Regions from separate parts of the Sus scrofa genome. Here region 2 is linked to region 1. A link is a contact called in public Hi-C data. All regions are on one chromosome and are shown on one strand. Each heading gives the region's core, a stretch centred on a gene start, on an enhancer-like site or on the middle of the called end of the contact. The rest is flanking DNA. Distances are from core to core; before and after follow the strand shown. Region 1 has its middle 19 kb from the start of BHLHE23. Region 2 holds the start of YTHDF1 (YTH domain-containing family protein 1).

Region 1 (3,036 bases), core at 58-2,557:
AGGGAGCGGTCTGCGCTGGGGCTGGGCTGGCATCGCCCCTGAAAGCAGCTTCCAGAAGCTTCCTGTCCAGAGTGGGGCCACAGTGACCTCCAGCCCTGCCCTCACCCGCTGTCCCCTCCACTCTGCAGGGCTGGCCAGCATGTTCCCGTCTCAGAAGCAGAGTCGCCTGGCGTGTAAGCCGTGAAGCCGAAGCCCCCAACCGCAAAGCAGAATCTTCTCAAGATCGGAAGCCCCCGCGGCACACCGGACCCCCGTGTGGGTGCCCAGCGCTGCCCGGGACCAAACCACGCTTGCTGCTCTGACGCAGAGGGAGCCGGGTCCCGGCACCATCTGCCATCAAACAACCCAGAGGCGCCGTTGGCCAGCCGGGCTGGGCCCACGCTGAGGACGTGGCTGTGGGCTCCGAGGGAGGTGGTGCCAGGCCCGGGCCACCCTCACACACGAGCACCACACTCCTATACACTCATCCCACGTGTGCACACACATGGCGATGTGCACACACGCACACACGAGTACACTCACCGACATGTGCACACGGAGAGACCACAAACACACAGCACAAAACACTAACGTGCACATGTGCATCCGTACATGCGAGCATGTGCACACAGCCTCCCACACACGCGCACGCGTGGCTTTTGAATACACAGCCCTCGGGCAGGTGGCGGCTGGCCGGCAGCCCCCCTTTGGGGCGCAGACCCTTTTCCCCTCTGGCAGAGACCCCTCTTTCCAAAACTGTATCCTCTGGCCCCCAGGTCCCACAGCCGGGCTGGGGCCTCCGAGCCACGGCCCCCAGGGAAAGCAGTTAACCCATTGTCCCCCAGCCCAGGGCCTTGTGGGCTCACAGAGCTTAGCAAATTTTGCTCAACCTCCCTCCCCAGGGCGAGCGGCGGGGGGCCTCCAGAGCAGCTCCCTGTGAGAGAGGCGCCTTCCCGCCTGCGGGCATCTTTCGTTCTCCTCCAGATAAATTCCTTGCATTAGAAAGCTCACAGGAATATTCTGTCTCGCTGGGGTGAAGATGTCAGACTAACTGCAAGGGAGGAGGGAAACTTGGAAAATGAAAAGGCAGGAAGTTCGGCCAAGCGCCCCCACCTGGAGAACGTGAGACCCTTGACCCGCCAGCAGGGCCCCGGCCCGAGCTCAGACGGGTGGGCCCGACGCCGCTGCCCGTCGAGACGGAGAGAAGACGCCTTGTTCCTGCCCCTCACTGAATGAGTGAGGGAACCCGGGCGTGATGGGGGTGGGGGGACAGCGAGGGTCCCCTCCGCGCTCTGGGCGAAGCAGCACCCCAGGCGCTGGGCTGGGAGCGGCCCGTCCCATCAGCTTCCCCAAGACCAACCCCCAGTCCGCCGAGGGCCGCGGGCTGTAGAGACGGATGGTCACCCCTGCTGCTCCCCGCAGGCGCCGGCCTCTAGACTTTGGAGAAGATTCGGGACACTGAAATGCAGGGACAGCTTCCAGCCGGAAACCCACCCCGGCCCGGCCCCGCCCTCGCCCCGCCCCCCGGCCCCGCCCCGCCCTACGGACTGGCCGGCCCGCTGCTGCCCTCTGCTGGCCACGCAGGCCCACTACGCTCCCGGCGGGGGGCGGGAGAGGGAGGGGACCCCAGGCGAATTGGGACCGTGTCGGCTCCAGTCAGCGCCACGAGCCGGTTGCCATGGCAACAGCAGGGTGGGGGTGGAGGGGCTGCGGCGGAGGCCTTCTGGAAAGCCAGGAATGCGCTGGCCTCCTTCCGCGGGAGCCAAATTCCTCACGCTCTGCCTCTCCCGCGAAGCCTGCATGACCGGCCAGGCCCCGGGAGGGGGGCAGCGGACAGGGCCCAGGGCGGGATCTCGCTCTCTTGGGATGCGCTCCGTCCGCGGGACCGCTCCTTCCTCCAGGGCCCTCAACGCCTGCAGGCCACGTCTCCTCCTGAGGGTTGGAGGGCGCCTGGGGGCGGTCACCGGGGCTCCCCTGCCCGGTCACGGAAGAGTCTGTGGACTCAGCCGAAAGCAGAGCGGGGGCAGGCCTGGCACGGAGGCGGGGCCGAGAGCTTCCTGAGGCCGCTGGGCATGCACCCCTGGGGAGGGGGTAGGCAGCCGCCCAGGCTGGACGGGGTGGGGGCGGGGACCGTGGGCGGCAGGGCTGTTTGGAGCCAGGACCCTAGGCGCAGAGCAGGCAGCCCCATTAGCATGCATGCAGCTCACAGCCCCGGGAGCCACACCGCACACCCTGGGCCAGGGGGCAGGCCTTGGGCACCCCTGTCACCTATAGCAGGGGGTGGGCAGCGGGGCTGGGAGCCAGGAGGGCCCAGGAAGCCCCCGATCAGGGATGGGGGGTGCTGCCCGGTGGGAGGCTCACGGGGACCCCAGGCGCCAGCGCCCCTAGGCGGTTCCTCCCACGAGGTGGATTTATGTAAACAAACAGGGGAGTCGCTGGCTCTCAATGAAGCTGTGTGCCAGTGTAAATTAATATATCATCGTCTCCCTGAATAGAATCACTTGTCTCTGGAGGAATCACGCTGAAGACTGACAGACGGTCACTGTGTTCATTTGCATATGCAGATATGTCTAATTATTCAACTCACAATTAAAGGCTTGTGTCAGCAAATGAGACTAATTAGCTACATTTATCTATGATAATCAGCTTTTTCCAAACAAAATAGAGCCCCTTCCTTTTGCCGGGAGGTGGCACAGGAGTGCGGCCGCTGGACCCAGGGCTGACTGGCTTGGCATGGCACCCGTAGGGCCCTGGGCCTCGGACCGGACCAGCTGTGCTCAGGCCACTGGGGGGGGGGCATCCTTGTTCCCACCCGCAGGGGGGGAGGTGCAGTCGGCCCGGAAAGTGGGTCTTCCAGATCCTGCAAAACCATGGGGTCTGAGGACAGGCCTCTGGGCCATGGAGGGTCCAGGAGAAGCACAGCCAGCACGGCACATGCTCTGTCCCGGAAGGAAAGGCAGGTGCCTCCCTGGGCAGGGGGAGGGCCCCGCAGGGACGCTGGGCACAGTGTCTCTCAGCAGTGTGAGCGTCAGGCGTGAGAGTGACTGTGGCTCACAG
Region 2 (3,054 bases), core at 336-2,835, 93 kb before region 1:
TTCACGTTCCCTGCTCTGGGTGGCCCTCACCCTCTCCCCTCGCTGAGATCCGTGAGGAATACACTGCCAGATTTCCCAGCTGGCGGGGAGGCAGCCTGGGGTGGGCCCAGGTTGTAGCTATCGGGTCCTGCCTGCCGCACCCTGGCCGGTGGCACCGCACCTCCTCAGGCCTCTCGTTTGTGAATCTGAACTTCCACACCTCCGGCCCTGGAGCGTGGCTCCAGATTTTTTACTTGACATCACTTGTGATCCCTGTGCTGGCTGAACGGTGGCCCCCTGGAAAAGATTCCTGTCTCTCTGGTATCTGAGAGTGGGCCCTCATTTGAAAACAGCATCCCTGCAGATAGAATGGAGGTAAGATGAGGTCACAGTGGATCAGAGCGCCTCCTAGAAGAGGAGGGTGATTTAGAGACATGACACAGGGAGAAGGCTGTGTGATGACGGAGGCAGAGAGCCAGGGACACCTCGGGCTACCAGAAGCTGAGCGAGCCAGCATTCCAGGCCTCTGAGCCTCAGCAGGACGAGGACAACATGAGATCTGGGCCTTGAGAAGATGGTGTACCTGGGAGAGCTGGGAAAGGAGCCATGCCGGGGAGCCCCAAGGGGCATCCAGGCTGGGGACCTTGTGTGGGGTGGCATGGGAGTGGGGAGCGAGAACCGGCCACCCTTCAGGAAGGTGGAGCCAAGGAGGGGCTGTCCATCCCTGAACAGAGACCAAAAGGCTCCTGGACCAGGGCCCGGTGCAGGGCTGAGCTCTTTTCTTCCCTGTGGTGAAATCTGGGTTGAGGCTCTAACGTGCAAATTGGTTATAAACTGGGGAGCCCCTTGGAGACCCAAGAGAGCGCTCACAAAGCAGCGCCCTCAGTGAGGCCAGAGCCCAGGGCTCCACGGGGACAGAGGCTGCAGAAGTCCAGGACCGCAAAGCTCAGAGCCTGGGTGTCCCTCTGAGGATGCCGGCGGGCGTCTGGGGCGAGCTGCGGGCTACAGTGGACTGCAGCCTGCTGTAACTGGCAATCAATAAGTGAGCGGCTGCGGTCACTGGCCGCGCTTCTTCACCTCTCGGGCACCAGCGAGGGGGTGCCATCGGGCTGCGCCACCCCGCGCTGGCACGCGCCGCCCTGCTGCCGCAGCATCACCGCCTTCGCGATGGCTGCGGCCCTGAGACCCAACAGGTGCACACCTGCCGCGCTGCTCCCCCGCCCCCCGTGAGCCTCTGGACCCGCCCACGTGACTTCCCGGGCTCGCCCTGCCCCGCCGCGCGAGACTGGGACCCAGGCGCGAGATCCGTCCCGCAGGGTGGCGGCGCGCAGGCGCGGCGCGTGGCGGCCCGTCGGCCTCCCGGCCTGCCCCGCGCGCGCTTACGTCGCTCAGCCTCGTCCCGGCCGCTGCCGCCGCAGCCGCCGCCGCCGTCGCTGCCGTCGCTGCCGCCGCCGCCGCCGCCGCTGCAGCCGCCATTGGAATCCGCTCCTCGTCAGTGCGTCCCGTCCTGGTCGCCAGGCTGCGCCGGTCCGCAAGCGGCCCGCGCGCCCAGCAGCCGCCGCCGCCGCCGCCCGGCCGACCAGCGCCCGGGAAGGAGGCGGCGGGCGCGGGGCCGCGAGAGCGCGGGTGACAGGCCCGGCCTCGCGGGGAGGCCCGAGCCGGCGGGTGCCCCGGCCCCGCGCCGCGCCGGCTGTTCATGAAGCATGTCGGCCACCAGCGTGGACCCCCAGGTAGCAGCGGGACCGGGGTCGCAGGGCCGGGGGCTTGGGCTCGCGGGGACAGGAGTCGGGGTCACGGGGCCGGGCCGGGGTCGCGGGGCCCAGGGCCAGAGGCACGGGTCGCAGGGCGGGGGGCTCGGAGCCGGGAGCCGGGTGGGCGTCGCCTGGGACCGTGGGCCGTTCAGGCCAGAGCGCGCCGCCCGCCTGGAAGGGTTCTTGCGAATAACTTTGTATTTCCCTTCCTCGGGTTCTGTCCGCTCCCACCGTCCGGGCCTGTGGCGAAGCAGAGAACGAAAGGACAGGATACTAAAGGTGAGTGCGGTCGGGACGGTCCGCGCAGGCTTTGGAGCGGAGCTCGCCGAGGGCCGGGCGCACACGTGGGGGAAAAACAGGTGTGGGCAGGGGCGCCCGGAATCGCGGTTTCTCTCCCTTAGCTTAGGGGAGGTGAAACTTCCCAGTTGTTGGGGAGTGGTAACAGGTCTAAAGCAGGGGCTTTTCAAGCAGTAGGAAAATAGGTGCTTTGAGCACTTCCATCCTTCTCCCCCACGGCCAGCGGGTTGATTAGGTGGGGAAGGAGCCCAGGGAGCCGCCACTTGCCTGTCTGTCTGCAGCTCCAGGTGTGGGGCTGGCTCCGGGGTGACCGCCAGACCTTGGCCCTACCTGGTCTGGCCTTACCCGGGTGAGCTGGTGGCCTCACCCTGTGAAACCCGCCCGCTTCCTAAGTCTTTACAATCTCTTGGGATGTCCTGGCTGGGGCCAGACCCCCAAAACGCACTCCCGGAGCTCCCTCCCTCCCATGGTGCCGCTGGGTCTTTCCTCAGAAGACTGCAGTTGGTGTGTGTGCTGCGTGAGCAGAACCAGATCCGGTCCCTCGTGTTTTCAGATTGGACGAGGCCCAGCCCCTGTGTCCTTCTCCCTTCCTTTCCTGGCTGAGCGTTGTGACAGTGGCAAATAAGCACGGCCAGGTGGTAGTTCAGAAACACTGCAGCTACACGCTTCCCGGCTCCACTGCGCTGTTTCCTGTGCTCTGCGTGTGCAGTCGGGCTTTCGGAAGCACCGTCTCTGTCCGGCACACAGCAGCCTCAGACCACCTCCTCCTCACCAAAACCCAGCTACCAGTTGCTTGCATTGTTTTGTCTGTACCTCTGTTTTGTCACCATATACCAAACTACAATTAATTTTTACCAAAAACGTAAGCTGAGTTGTTGAAAGTTTAGTGTCACCGTTCTGATTAGCTCTGGGATGACTGTGGCCCTTTTTGAGTAAAAGCAGTTCCTGTAGAGGGGGGTGGACGTAAGCGTTACTACCTTTACTTTCCACGATTAAGAGCAGTGTTTTAAAAACTCAAAGGTAATGT

The links. Hi-C and Micro-C count contacts between places; a contact is called where the count stands out from the background.
Region 2: a contact with region 1 is called in a Hi-C map of mesenteric adipose tissue, with 1.9 times the contacts expected there. The contact joins the promoter of YTHDF1 here to the enhancer-like site in region 1. A contact is called at or near these places in 1 of 5 promoter capture datasets (liver), 9 of 47 Hi-C or Micro-C datasets (alveolar macrophages, embryonic fibroblasts, epiblast stem cells and 6 more) and 2 of 2 datasets of contacts at active chromatin or transcription factors (alveolar macrophages and skeletal muscle).

Annotation. Positions count from the first base shown.
Region 1 is chr17:62,246,327-62,249,362 of Sscrofa11.1, reverse strand. No RefSeq gene overlaps it. Among named protein-coding and RNA genes, the nearest start is that of BHLHE23, 19 kb to the right of the region's middle. Within about 2 kb of position 1,307, at least 44 of the 83 cell types and tissues checked have an H3K27ac peak or open chromatin away from gene starts, as enhancers often do. A contact at or near this core is called in alveolar macrophages, embryonic fibroblasts, fetal liver and 3 more, where this site is marked.
Region 2 is chr17:62,339,843-62,342,896 of Sscrofa11.1, reverse strand. YTHDF1 (YTH domain-containing family protein 1) reads left to right here and starts at 1,585. Exons shown (of 5, transcript XM_021078235.1): 1 at 1,585-1,709; 2 at 1,985-2,009. The coding sequence starts at 1,683.